2 separate regions of the Oryctolagus cuniculus genome follow, and region 2 is linked to region 1. The links are chromatin contacts, called in public Micro-C maps. All regions are on one chromosome and are shown on one strand. The core of a region is the stretch at or near the end of the contact, and the rest is flanking DNA. Distances in the headings are between cores, read along the strand shown. Region 1 holds the start of BRCA1 (BRCA1 DNA repair associated). Region 2 holds the start of PSME3 (proteasome activator subunit 3).

Region 1 (6,657 bases), core at 2,946-5,445:
TTCAAGCCATGCAATCACCAGAAGAAAAACATTCCAGGCAGAGAAGAGCACACGTGACAGCCAGAGAGACTATCTGAGAGCCATCACAAGGTCAGAGCCGCCATGTCTGAGTGACCAGAGCAGAGATCTGAAGGTACGGGTTTACAGTTATTTTGTAGATTTAAGAGAAACTGTAAAGACCATCCAACGAATGCTTGTGGTTCTTAACCTTTGTTGTACCTCAGGTTCCTTCTCCGAATAATGTTGTAATATGTATAAAACAAAAAATACAAAGTGAAGGGACAGGCCTTGGCCTAGCAGTTAAGCTCTCAATTGGGACGTTCACATCCCACATGGGAATGCGTGGTTTGGAGTCCTGGCTCCACTCCAGATTTCAGCTTCCTGATAATGTGCACCCCAGGAGGCAGCAGGTGAAGCTCAAGTAGTTGGGTCCCTGCCACCTGTGGATGATCTAGACAGAGTTCTTGACTCCTGGCTTTGGCCTGGCCCAGCCCTGGCTGCTGTGGGCTTCTGTGGAGTGAATCAGCAGCACATGGGAGATCTTTCAGTTTCTCTGCCTTTCAAATAAATAAAAAATGATTATTTTTAAAAAGTACAAAAATTACACAAAAAACTAATCATACTGATAAACAGTCCTCTCCATAGGCCTCCAAGGGTCCTGGAGGGTCTACAAGCTAAAGGCTCCTGGGAATTTTCTGGAGTTATGGAAATATTTTACATCTTGATTGGGGATTTGGTTACAGACACATATTTACTTAGCGATCAAAAATCCTTGACTTGGGACAGGCGATGTGGCAGAGTAGGTTACACAGAGGCATGGGATGCCCACTGCCCCTATCAGAGTGCCTGGGATAGAGTCCTGTCTGCATTTCCAATCCCGCCTCCTGCTAATGAATCCTGGAGGCCGCAGAGCGTGGCTCAAGTTCTTGGGCCTCTGCCACCCACATGGGAGACCCAGATGGAGTCCGGGCCCCTGGCTTCAGCCTGAACTAGCCCTGACTGTCATGGCTACTTGGGAAGTGAACTAGTTGATGGAAGATCTCTTTCTATCACTCTGCCTTTCAAGTAGATGAAAATAATAAATGTAAAAAAAAAAAAAAAAAAAAAAAAAAGCTCATTGACTTGCATCCTTTAGATCCCTGCATTTATAGGTTAAGCCTAAGCTTGCAAAGCCAGGAAGCTAATATCCCATATGGGCACTGGTTCTAGTCTGGGCTGCTCCAGTTTCAATTCAGCTCCCTGCTAACATGCCTGGGTAAGCAGTAGAGGGCAGCGCAAGTGCTTAGGCCCCTGCATGCATGTGGGAGACCCAGATGGAGCTGCAGGCTCCTAGCTTTGGCCTAGCCCAGCCCTGGTCATTGAAGCCATTTGGGGAGTGAACCAGTGGATGGAAAATCTCTGTCTCTTCCTTTCTCTATAATTCTGCCTTTCAAATAAATAAATCATTTAAAAAATAAATAAAAAGGAAATGACAAAAGATCTCTGCATTCCTCTCTCTCTTTTTTTTTTTTTTAATTTGAAAGTCAGAGTTAGAGAAAGTGACAGAGATCTTCTATCCACTGGTTCACTCCTTAGATGGCTGCAATGACGGGCTAGGCCAAGCCAAAGTCAGGAGTCAGGAGCTTCTTCCAGGTCTCCTTGTAAATAGCAGGGGCAAAAGAATTCGGGCCATCTTCTGCTGCTTTTTCTAGGCCATTAGCAGGGAGCTGGATCAGAAGTGAAGAGCTGGGACATGAACTGGCACCCATATGGGATGCTGGTGTGGCAGATAGCAGCTTTAACCACTACGCCACAATGGTCCTCTTTCAGTTGTTTGTTTTTTGAGTTTTTTTTTTTTTTTTAGATTTATTTATTTGAAAGGCAGAGTTACAGAGAGAAAGGGAGAAACAGAGAAAGATCTTCCATCTGCTAGTTCACTCCCCAAGTGGCTACAACAGCCAGGAGTTAGGCCAGGCCAAAGCCAGGAGCTTCATCTGGGTCTCCAACTTGGGTGCAGGGTCCAAGTACTTGGGCCATCTTCCACTGCTTTCCCAGGCGCATTAGCAGGGAGCTGGACTGGAAGCTGTGCTGATATGGGATGCAGGCATTTGCAGGCAATGGTTTTTCCCAGTAGGCCACAACGCCAAGCCCCCAAGATCTCTGCATTTCACTGCATGTACAAATCATACCTCAATTTTTAAAAAGCCAACTTGAATAGCCAAGTCCCCTCTTCATTTTATAGATGTAGAGGAAAAAGGCTCAAACAGTAAGACTTAGTGAAGACTTTAATGATTTACGGTATTCTTAAAATGTACAGGGCAGTTTTAGTCAGAAGTTCTCTAAAAATCTGATCTCTTCGCAGATGCCAATCATTTGTGACTTTATTTTGCCCTCATTAACTCCATCCACTCCAAGTGGTCAAGCTGACTCTGGAGCTGGAAGCCAGACTTACCACTTAACTCAAACTAGATTCCTGCCCCAATGCAGAACCAACCAAGACAGTCTGTGCACCAGGAAACGCAAGGGATGTCTATCGAGGGGGTACAGAGGGAGTGAGAAAGGCACAATGGAGGAAAAGGAGTACTTTTCTATGTCTTTAAAGGTCTTTAGTTAAGAAAAGCAGCAACGTTAGTAGCCTAATCCTAACAGATCATATTTTGTCTCCCTATATGTAAAGTCAGTTCTACTCATTTGCATTGGTGATAATCAAAGGAAGTATCCTAAATTAATATATTTTTCTGTTGACTTACCAGATTGGACACTCTAAGATTTTCTGCATAGCATTAAGGACATTTTGTACTTCTTCAACACGAACTCCAGACAAATCCATTTCTTTCTGTCCAATGAACTTTAACACATAAATTAAAAATCACGTGGATAAGTAAACCACTTAAAAAGGGTATAAAAACGACAACTTAATTTTAAGTATAATTTCAAAATAAGAGAAATTTGGAGTTTTAGAATTACACCAACCCATAGAGCTAATGACAAAAGGCATTATTTTTTAAAATTCTGCACGGGCCGGCGCCGCGGCTCACTAGGCTAATCCTCCGCCTAGCGGCGCCGGCACACCGGGTTCTAGTCCCGGTCGGGGCGCCGGATTCTGTCCCGGTTGCCCCTCTTCCAGGCCAGCCCTCTGCTGTGGCCAGGGAGTGCAGTGGAGGATGGCCCAGGTGCTTGGGCCCTGCACCCCATGGGAGACCAGGAAAAGCACCTGGCTCCTGGCTCCTGCCATCGGATCGGTGCGGTGCGCCGGCCGCAGCGCGCCGGCCGCGGCGGCCATTGGAGGGTGAACCAACGGCAAAAGGAAGACCTTTCTCTCTGTCTCTCTCTCTCACTGTCCACTCTGCCTGTCAAAAAAAAAAAAAAAAAAAAAAAAAAAAAAAAAAATTCTGCACGAAGCCTTGTGTAATTAGACGGTTTGAATTCTCTACAGTTTACATATAGGTTTCCAATGGGGTGAGTGGTGACAGCCTCAGCTTTCTCCAGCCATCCAGGCTGGCTTTTTTCTTTCTTTTTCATTTTCTTGATTAAAACCAAAGGCACTGCCACCAATCACAGCAAAACCTACACCAGGAACACTCGCCACCCCTGCCTTTCCCCAGAGCGTCCCACAGACCTGCTCCAGCACCAACGCACCCGGAGCATACATCTCTCCCGTCCCCTCCCCAAAGTGCCTACGGATCCAATTCCAGAGGGTTCTGTCTCACACAAAATCCTGTCTCCTCCTCTTCCCCGACAATCCTGGGCCTTCTTCCAGGTCCCTGCCTCTGGCATTCTTACGCTCAAGGTGTCCCCTGCACATCCGGTCACCCGGATTCCCTCGGACACACCGTGGCCTGTCCTTATCCTCGGTGCCCGCCTGGTGACTCAAACTGCCCCCCTCCCCAGGATTCATCTCAGAGCCACACAGCCCGTAGGCCCTTCAGATTTCACCCCCACACCCTCCGGCCCGAGGAATGCCCATCTCGCTCTCCTTCGGGAGACCACTCTTCTCACAGCTGTTTGTTTCTCAACTGACCACCTCCTGGCTCCCTCTTCATTTCCTAGGGACTCTCTCACCTTTAACCAGATCGGAGTCCGGGCTTTCCGGGCCCTAGGGCCCAGTTATCTGAGAAACCGCCCCCCGACTGTAATCGGTCCAGAAAGCCGCAGAAAACTCACGACGCGCAGTCTCAGTTTCAATTTATCTGTAATTCCCGCGCTTTCGGTCGCCATGGAAACCCGCCGCTCCCGCGGAGCTATAGCCTCTCAGCTTGCGAGATTAAAGGACGTCAGCGGAAGGGCGGAGCAGGAGCCTCCCAGCTCCGGATTGGCCATCCTCTCTTGCCCCACCCCACCCCCGCATGACGTAATTAGAAAGCGACGGGAGAAAGACTTCTGAGTTTTCTATTAGGTGGCCGCCCCCTCGCCTCTACGCTTCTGGTTACAGCTTATTACGTCACAGTAATTGCTGGACAAGGGTTGGAATCACTACCTGAGGCCTGAATATGAGCGCAAGGTAGTGCTCACAGCAGTCGCAAGAAGAGAGCCCATCCCCTCACCCTTTCCGCCGCAATGGACGTGCCCCGTTTAGGTAAATAAAAAGATTGTCGGGGGAAAGAAACTACGATCTCCAGCATGCATTGCGTAACGAAAGGCCTTCGCCACAGTGTTCCTTGGAAACTGTAGTCTTATGGAGAAGAGCTCCCGACTCTGGAAACGGGCACGATCCTCGCGACACGTAGTTGAAAGACTGGAGCCATCCGCGCGGTTATGCACGTCGACAGCTATGGACTGGAGTGCTGTTAGGTGTTTATATCTTAAGAGCGGACGCTAAAGAACCTGTAAGTTCCAGGAAGACTACAATTCCCGTCAGGCCTCGCGTGTCCACTAAGGTCAGCGACCTGAGGGAAGGCGGAGGACGCGGAGTTTGCTTGGGGAGGGGTAACCCGCCCCAGCCTCGGACTGCGCATTCGTAGTTCCGCCCCTCGGCCCCGGTGTTTGTTGTTGTTGTGAGGGTCAGGTTGTGTCTTCCCCGCCCCCGCCAGGGCAGTCTCAACCAATCAATGGGGGGGTGGTCGTTTTGAGGGACAAGGGTAAGAGCCAATCATCTTGTCGGAAACTCGGAGGAAACAGGGGACTAGGCCCTGTCTCTCTCCGCCATGTTAGATTCTGCCCGCAGGGAGAGCAGCAGAGCTGGCAGCGAACGGTCTTTGCACTGGCCTCCGGCAGGCGCCCCCCGGGGGCGGGAAGCTGGTAAGCAAGCTGCTGCGGTTACCTAGGAGTGGGGTCACGTCACACTGAATGGGTTTGGGGAAGTTCAGGGGAGGAACCCTGCAAATAGGGGCGACTTTTTCCGTGTCTAGGGGCAGCCAGTCTTTTCAGTGACAAGACGAGAGCCGTTCGCGCTCGGAGGGACCGAGGGAGCCGATGCCGCCGGCGGGATGGAGGGGCCGTGGCTCAGAACGCCTGGCTTGTACCGACGGGAGGTCGGGATCTCCCAGTACAAAGAGGGCCTAGGCAGAGGAGTAACTCCTTAGGGGGCGATGACAGTGTGTTGGGGACATGGAGTGCGAGGCAGACGGGGGGCTGGAAGAGCAGGATGAAGACGCTCCCCACACATCCCCCTCATCACATCGTCCCCTTTCTGAGACCCGCGTCCAGAGACCTTAGGGAACTTCGGTATTGGAAAAGCACTGTTTATCTCTTTTGTCAAACACCTAGCTTTCATATCACACTAAAAGCCCGGATAGGACAGTAATCAAAGCTCGCAGTCCCAGGTCTGCTTAATTAAAAGGATTTTTTTTGAGGCTAAAAAAAAAAAAAGAAGAAGAAAAAACCGACGTAGAGGAAAAGCTGACTTGTGCCAAGCTAAGGTGAGTCAGTGACATGAACTTATAATACCAGTTATGAAAGCCGAGGGCGTGGGCCCCAGCTACCTGACTGTACGGGCCCTACATCTATAGAGCCACGGAACGAGCCAGAGTTGAAGTATTTCCAAAGTTCAAGATTTATGCTCTCGTTTGAAAGAGTTTTCACATGAACGCCAAAGAGATAGGCAGTTCTTTATGAAGACCTGGCTGTGGTCCAGCTAAGCTAGAATCTCCCACTTCCTGTTTGCTCCCCGTTGGCAGACCAGCTGGGTGAGTGCCAAGTATCTGAACTAATTTCTAATGGGATAATTTGGGCAAGAAGGAGGAAGATTGGTTTCCTTCCGGACTTTCAAAAGTATGAGAATGTGTTTCTTGACATTGGAAACTAAAAGTATATTTCAGAATATTCACTTAGGGCAGGCTGAGTTAGTCACTTCATTTCTCTGATTTTTTTTTTGCACAAGGTCACAGGGAATTGTCAGGGATTCTACCCATATCATAAGGACCCCAAGAGATGTATTTCATGTGAATGACTGCTAGAAGTCAGTAGGATTGCTGCGAGTCTGGCATTACTTTGTGGTGAATTTAAGTGGAGAAAAAGAATGGGAAAATTTGCAGAGATCATTGAGTAAGTTTATAAAAATGAAATCCCGATCTTCAGAGATTTCAGAGTCTTTAAAGTGGCAGTCTCAGTTGTATTGTTTGAGAGTAGTTCGTTATACTGTGAAAAAAAAAATAGTATTTTTAAGCTTCTGAAGACTTATTTGAGGGAAATACATGTTCATTCCTAAACCTTTGCAATGGCTGGGTCTGAGCTAGGTAG
Region 2 (6,657 bases), core at 2,310-4,809, 250 kb before region 1:
CAGCACTGTGGCATAGTGGGTAAAGCCACCGCCTGCAGTGCCGGCATCCCATTTGGTCACTGATTCAAATCCCGGCTGCTCCTCTTCTGATCCAGCTCTCTGCTATGCCTGAGAAACCAGTAGAAGATGGCTTACATCCTTGGGCTCCTGCATACATGTGGGAGACCTGGAAGAAGCTCCTGGCTCCTGGCTCCGGATTGGCACAGCTCCGGCTGTTGCAGTCATTTGGGGAGTGAAGAATTCTCTCTCTCTCTCTCTTTCTCTCTGCCTTTCAAATAAATAAATAAATATTAAAAGAAAGAAAGAAAGGCTGAATGGCAGAGAGAGAGAGAGAGGGATGGGGAGAGAGATCTTCCATCTGCTGATTCACTCCCCTAAATGGCTGCAGTAGCCAGGGCTGTACCAGGTTGTAGCCAGGAGCCTGGAATTCCATCCTGGCCTCCCACATGGGTGGCAGGGGCCCAAGATCTTGGGCCATCTTCCACTGCCTTTTCAAGCACATTAGCAGGAAGTTGGACTGGAAGCAGAGCAGCTGGGACTTGAACCAGCACTCTGAGACCAGCGTTGCCAGGGGTGGCGTAACCCACTGTGCCACAATGCCAATTTGGATATGAATTTAAAGTGCGATTAACCATCAGTGATCATATGTGATTATAAGCACCAGAAATGAATGGTGTTTGTTAATATAGTGGCACCCTCCAAACATTCACTAACTCTACAATCGAGTGGATTATTATGTAAGACACTTGGATAGGGGAAGAGGAAGAATGTGTATTTGTCTTTACAACCCACTGAAGGAAACGAAACATGATTATTTGAGAACAAAGCCATATTCAACAAATACAACACTAAGTTTTCAAGTTGAAGTTATGAAGGCTGAAGGAAAAAAGAGAATTGGCATACTTAAAACAGGATGAATTTGGAAAATAATTACTAAAATTTCAGATCATATCTCAAAAGTTACCAGTAACATTGTTAACAGCAAGCAGAGGTCAAAGGGAGAAAATTATTAGATGTTAATGAGCAGGAAGAACAGTGTGGAGTATGTTGCACATGGCCTTGAATAAGGGGAAAAGGGCTTTGGGCTTAAAAGCACAGATGATAATTACCATAAAGGAGTAACCTCTGACATTGCTTATCTGACAATGCCTACTATTATCTAGTGCCTGCCTTGTGTCTAGGCACTGTGCTAGCTGTTTTGACGTATATTATTTCCAATAGTCACACCAACCCCATAGAATTATTGTTTTTAGTAATTTGTCCAAGATTCCAGTTAGGAAGGAGCGGAGGCGGGAACGAAGCCAGGTCTCTGATCGCGAAGACCACAGTGGTCCTTGCTGTACTTTGCTGAGCTGCAGACCCCCCCCCCCCGCACCGCGCACCGCACAGTAGTGATACAGAGGCCAGCCCTGGATGAGCATTCCGCAGCAAGAATGAGCCCCAAAAGGCAGGCAGCCAAACTGGTCCCTAACAATCCTCCCATTCCTACCCCAGGTCACTGGTCTCTCATTTTCTGCACACGACACCTCTTTCTCTTCCTGAGGCATTTCCCTAGCTGCACTTTCACCTTTGCAGGTTCTCTTCCTCCCTCTTCCCCAGCTGACCAATTTACGTCTTTTCGATTTCAGCTCGGCACTTCCTCGGACAGGCCTTTCCTGCTCATCCTTGTAGATCCCTGGTATTGTCTGCAAGCCACTTGTTTTCTAACGTTTACCAAATTTTACAATTGCATCACAGTGTATTTTCTGGAACCTTTTCAATATTAAGCCTCAGAAAACCAGAGACCTCGAGTCCTGTTTACCGATTATTTCCCAGAGCTGTGCTCTTCAACACAGGAGCCACTGGCCACACATGGCCACTGAGTACAGCAAACGTGACACCTTCATATCGAGATGTGCAGTTAAGTGTAAAATACACACAGCATTTCAAATATTTGGCATGGGAAAATGATACGTAAGCTCACAGCGTGTTTATATTGGCTATATGTTGAAACGACAGTAGTCAAGCCTCTGCATCCTTGGGGGATTGGTCCTGTACTCCTGTGGACGCCCAAACCCGTGAACGCTCAAGTCCCTTACACACACAATGAAGTAGGATTTGCATTTATGTATAACCTGTGCACATCCACAGCAAAGGATCACAAAGAAGCCAGAAGGAAGTAACTCAATCCAGGCCACCCACGTGGATGGCAGGAACTCAGCTGTCTGAGCCGTCACCATTGACTCCCAGGGTCTGTATTCGCTGGAACCAGGTATTTCCATACGGCACGCGGTATGCAGCCATCTTACCCACTCAACACCCCCCACCCTGCCATGTATAGCTTGTCTGTATTACTTACAGTACCTAACACAGCGTAAACCCTACATAAATGTTGTTATAATGTATTTTTAGGGAATAATGACAAGAAAAACGCTTGAACAAGTTCAACATATTTAGTTTTTCCCTCTATTTTCTATCTGTGGTTGGTTGAATCTCCAGACTTGGAACCACAGACACTGTAATTTGGATAAATTGGGTTAAACATGCATAAAATTAATTTCACCTGTTTCTTTTACTGTTTTAAATGTGGCTAATAGATGGTTTTTAACCTACCTATGGGACTGACATATTTCTAGGCTCTGGGACAGTGAGTGCTGTTTCATAGCCTAGCGCAGTGCCCTGGCCCACTTTACTGAATGAAATAACCAATGTTAAGAGATACACTAGGGGACCCACGTTGTGGCTTAGCCCACATGGGCTGCGGTTAGGTCCCAGCTGCTGCGCTTCCAATCCAGCTCCCTGCTAATGCGCCTGGGAAAGCACCAGAAGATGGCTTAAATGCTTGGGCTCCTGCACCCACGTGGGAGATCCAGAAGAAGCTCCTGGCTGCCGGCTTCAGCCTTTGCGGCCATCTGGGGACTGAACCAGTGGTTGGAAGACACCCCCCCCCCCCGCAACTCTGCCTTTCAAATAAATAGGCCTTGTTTTTCAAAAAAACATACATGCAAACGAATGGGTGAAGAGTGCGCCTTAGGCCTCCGTTAGGAAAACGGATAAGGCACCGCCCTAGCAGTCAGGAGAGCCGGCTTGCGGGGGCCCCCGCGGACCTGGGACACGCCCTGCACTAATCCAGCCATCAGTGTGCCCATTACGTAGTTGACCTCTGAGGTCTGGAAGCGTATGGTACAATGAAAGGTGTTTGTCTCTAGCCACAGCACTTGAGCTGCGGCCAACGGGAAAAGGTAGCGGGAATCACAGACTAAAATCCCGAACTCGGCACCCGGGCCACCCGCTTCCTCCGGCCGACGTCACTGGGGCGCGACGGAGTCGTCTGGCGGGCAGCTGCGACCTGAGAATCCCTTCGGGGAAGGCGAATCGGGGCCAACAGAAAGCCAAACAGTCCCCGAGTCTCTTGAAAGCTCAGTTCTCAAAAAACCAACTCCTACCACCTTCCCTTTTGCTTCACTCTCAGCCAGCTTAGCAGCCGGCCGCGACCAGTCCCAGTCGCAGAGCCCCCAGCCCGACAGACAGCGCGCCTGCGCAGAGTACGCGCGCATCCTCGCGGGAGCCCCGGCGATTGGCTGTGACGTAACTTCCGGCGTGAGCGGCGAAAGCCGGGAGGGCGAGGGAGAGTGCGAGCAGGCAGCAGGCAGCAGGCGGGCAGGCGGACGGACCGCACGGAAGGAGGGAGCGAGCGAGCAGTGAGTGAGCTAGAGACGGCGGCCGGGTCCCGAGGGCAGCCGGAATTCCTCAGGTCCCCCTGGCCCCTCCCCGGAGCCCACAGCGCCTCCGGTCTCCAGCGGAGCGGACACGGCCCGGCCCGGCCATGGCCTCGTTGCTGAAGGTGGATCAGGAAGTGAAGCTCAAGGTAGCGGCACCGGTCCGGGCCTTCTCACCCCTCGCTTCTGTCCCCCAGCCGTCTGACCGCCTCCCTACTCCCCGTGGTGTCTTTGTCTCCCTGGGGACACCGGCTCGGAGCTTCCGCCCGGCTCAGCCCAGCCCCCCACGCCCGGAGACGGCCTTAGGGGGAAGGGTATTACAGAGAGGCCTTCCGTCCCCGCGTCTGGTGATGGAGAACCCGGGGAGACCTCTGCAGGCACGTGTTGGAGTCATTGCTTTCGGCCGGTGACAGCTGGGAGTCCCCCAGCCCAGCGACGCCCCCGCCCCGGGGGCGCTGCCCCTGCCCTTGGCGGCTGGCCCGCTTCCTGTCATAGGCCAGGTGTGAGGTGGGCTAGGCACGTTTGTGATCTCACATCCCCGCATCTCCCTGTCTTTGTCAAATTCAGACAGCTTCAGACGCAGGGAGGGAGGGGAGAGGAGACAGGCGGGTGCTGTCTCCGAGCCCCGCTTTCCTCTCCTGAGATGGAGAAATGGATCCTCAAAAAAATAAAGTATTTGCAGTCTGGGGGCCTCTCAGCTTCTCATTACAATCGCCAGGTGAGGGGCAGAGAGCTGGGTTTGGGATTCCCCATCCTGTCCTTACCTCTGTTGCCAGGTACTGAATTGCTCTTCCTGAATTGCTGTCTTTGTTCTTTTTAGGTTGATTCTTTCAGGGAGCGGATCACAAGTGAGGTGAGTGAAATGGAGAAATGCGTATTGATTAGGAGTTGGGAGTTTCCCCAAGAGGAGGTGATTGCAGAGGGAGCCCTTCCCTCTGTCATTAATTCAGTTGTATTTTCCCTTATCTAGGCAGAAGACTTGGTGGCAAATTTTTTCCCAAAGAAGTTGTTAGAACTTGATAGTTTTTTGAAGGTGAGAGACACTTTGCTTACTTCAGTTCCCCAGCGTCTTCAGGCCTGCCCTTTCTGTCAGATGGAACCAGTTGTGTGCTGACTCTGTTTTGTTTTGTGCTGTAAAGCACTCTCACGGCTTGCCCTTCCAGTGAAATGGTTCTTTGTTCAGCTTGAAAAGACCAATGTTTTGAGGGTGGGCCTGTCTCTTTCAGGAACCAATCCTAAACATCCATGACCTAACTCAGATCCACTCGGACATGAATCTCCCGGTCCCTGACCCCATTCTGCTCACCAATAGCCACGATGGACTGGATGGTGTAAGTGGCCCGTGTTTATCTTTGTGTTCTGAAGCAATAGGTTCTCTGTTTTCTAGTTCCTGGGGAGCTGGAACATACGTCGGGGGATGGTGGCATTGGGGTCTGGCATGATGGCTCCAGGATACTTTCAGACCCTGATGTGCATGTCTAAAACGAGGTGAATGCGCCCCAGGGAGTCTCAGTGCACTAACCTGGCCACAGGCCCCCGTCGCTTCCCAGGCTGAACAGGCTCCTCTTGCCTCCGCTTCACGGCCTTGAGTCTCGTGGCTGAGGCGCTTGCCGTGGAGTCGCAGACCCTGCCTTTTCCGTGCAGTCACCATCTGCGTCCTCTTAGCACACCGATGACGCTTTGTTCTTTGTCAGCGTCTCCTCGGTAGAACTTGCACGTCTGCAGGCGGGAACTGTCTTCATTGTCCTCGTGTCCTCGGCACCTAGCTTTGTTCCCAGTGCCCAGCGATTGCTGAATTCTTGTTAACTGAATATGGTGTTCCCTCATGGAACCAGCAAGTTTGTACATATCCCCTTAATTATCCTCACCGTGCCTCGATTGGTTCCTTTTTCCTGCTCTTTATAGTGTCCTCCCTTTCCCCCAGTTGCTTAAAGTGTTGTGTTTCTTGCAAGGTTGTTGCTTGGTGGCAAGAACATTTCTTCAGGCTTTATATGTACTTGGGAAATTATGCAGAAAAGAACAGGACAACCTACAGGGTCAAGGAACAGTTGACTTGCTTGAAGGGTGTCTTGTGGGTGTGTACGGCAGGCTGATTCCTGCCTCTTTGTGTCCTTAGCCCACTTACAAGAAGCGAAGATTGGATGAGTGTGACGAGGCCTTCCAAGGTAAGAGCCACCCCGGTGCCCCCTGACCTCCCCCTGACCGCCTGACCGCTTGCCCTGGGAAGTAGGATGGATCTGGCGTTCCCTCAGCCCAGAAGCAAGACCTGCTTTCCCAGAGCCAGTGTTCCCAAGTCCCCCGGACAGGGGCGTCATTTAGCATTGACCTCGTGTGGGCCGCTGAGGGGGAGTGGTTGGAGCAGCAGCCCACACAGCTCGCGCGGGTCAGAGAAGCCCCAGTGCCATGTTACTTATTTCCTTCTCAGCAGTAGTTGTTGATGTGTTCCGTCTTTAAGGTGTTTATTTATTTTTAAAGATTTATTTTATTTATCTTTAAAGATTTACTTTGTTTATTTGAAAGGCAGAATTAGAGATCTGTCCTCTGGAACAGACACAATGGCTGGGGCTTGGCTAGGCCGAAGCCAGGAGCTTCTTCCAGGTCTTTTACGTGGGGCAGGGGCCCAAGCACTTGGGTCATCTTCTGTTGCTTTTTTAGCAGGGAGCTGGGTTGGAAGTGGAGCAGCGAGGACTGAAACCAGTGCCCATATGGGATGCTGCTGTTGGCTTAACCTGCTGTGCCACAGTGCTGGCCCCATTTTAACGTTCTTGTTCTTAGACTTCGGGCATACTTTGGATGCTTATCTACTGAGCTGTGCATCTCTGATTCTGTCAGTGGTGCCGTGGTAGGACTGTGACAGATGAAGGGCAGCGGTCAGAGCCCTCACTGGCCTGGGAAGGAGAGTGGAAGATGCCCCGGCCTCCCTCCTGCCTAATCATTCGACCTTCCCATCCCTGCCAGG

What was found. Hi-C and Micro-C count contacts between places; a contact is called where the count stands out from the background.
Region 2: a Micro-C map of ear pinna shows a contact between it and region 1, with 5 times the contacts expected there. The contact joins the promoter of PSME3 here to the promoter of BRCA1 in region 1. A contact is called at or near these places in 2 of 6 Hi-C or Micro-C datasets (ear pinna and psoas muscle).

Annotation. Positions count from the first base shown.
Region 1 is chr17:19,835,058-19,841,714 of mOryCun1.1, reverse strand. BRCA1 (BRCA1 DNA repair associated) reads right to left here and starts at 4,195. Exons shown (of 23, transcript XM_017349213.3): 1 at 4,042-4,195; 2 at 2,730-2,827. The coding sequence starts at 2,809. It overlaps NBR1 (NBR1 autophagy cargo receptor), which reads left to right and starts at 4,347. Exons shown (of 21, transcript XR_519332.4): 1 at 4,347-4,805; 2 at 5,144-5,217.
Region 2 is chr17:20,082,209-20,088,865 of mOryCun1.1, reverse strand. It overlaps PSME3 (proteasome activator subunit 3), which reads left to right and starts at 3,559. Exons shown (of 11, transcript XM_002719410.5): 1 at 3,559-3,847; 2 at 4,519-4,551; 3 at 4,669-4,731; 4 at 4,925-5,029; 5 at 5,815-5,863; 6 at 6,657. The coding sequence starts at 3,806.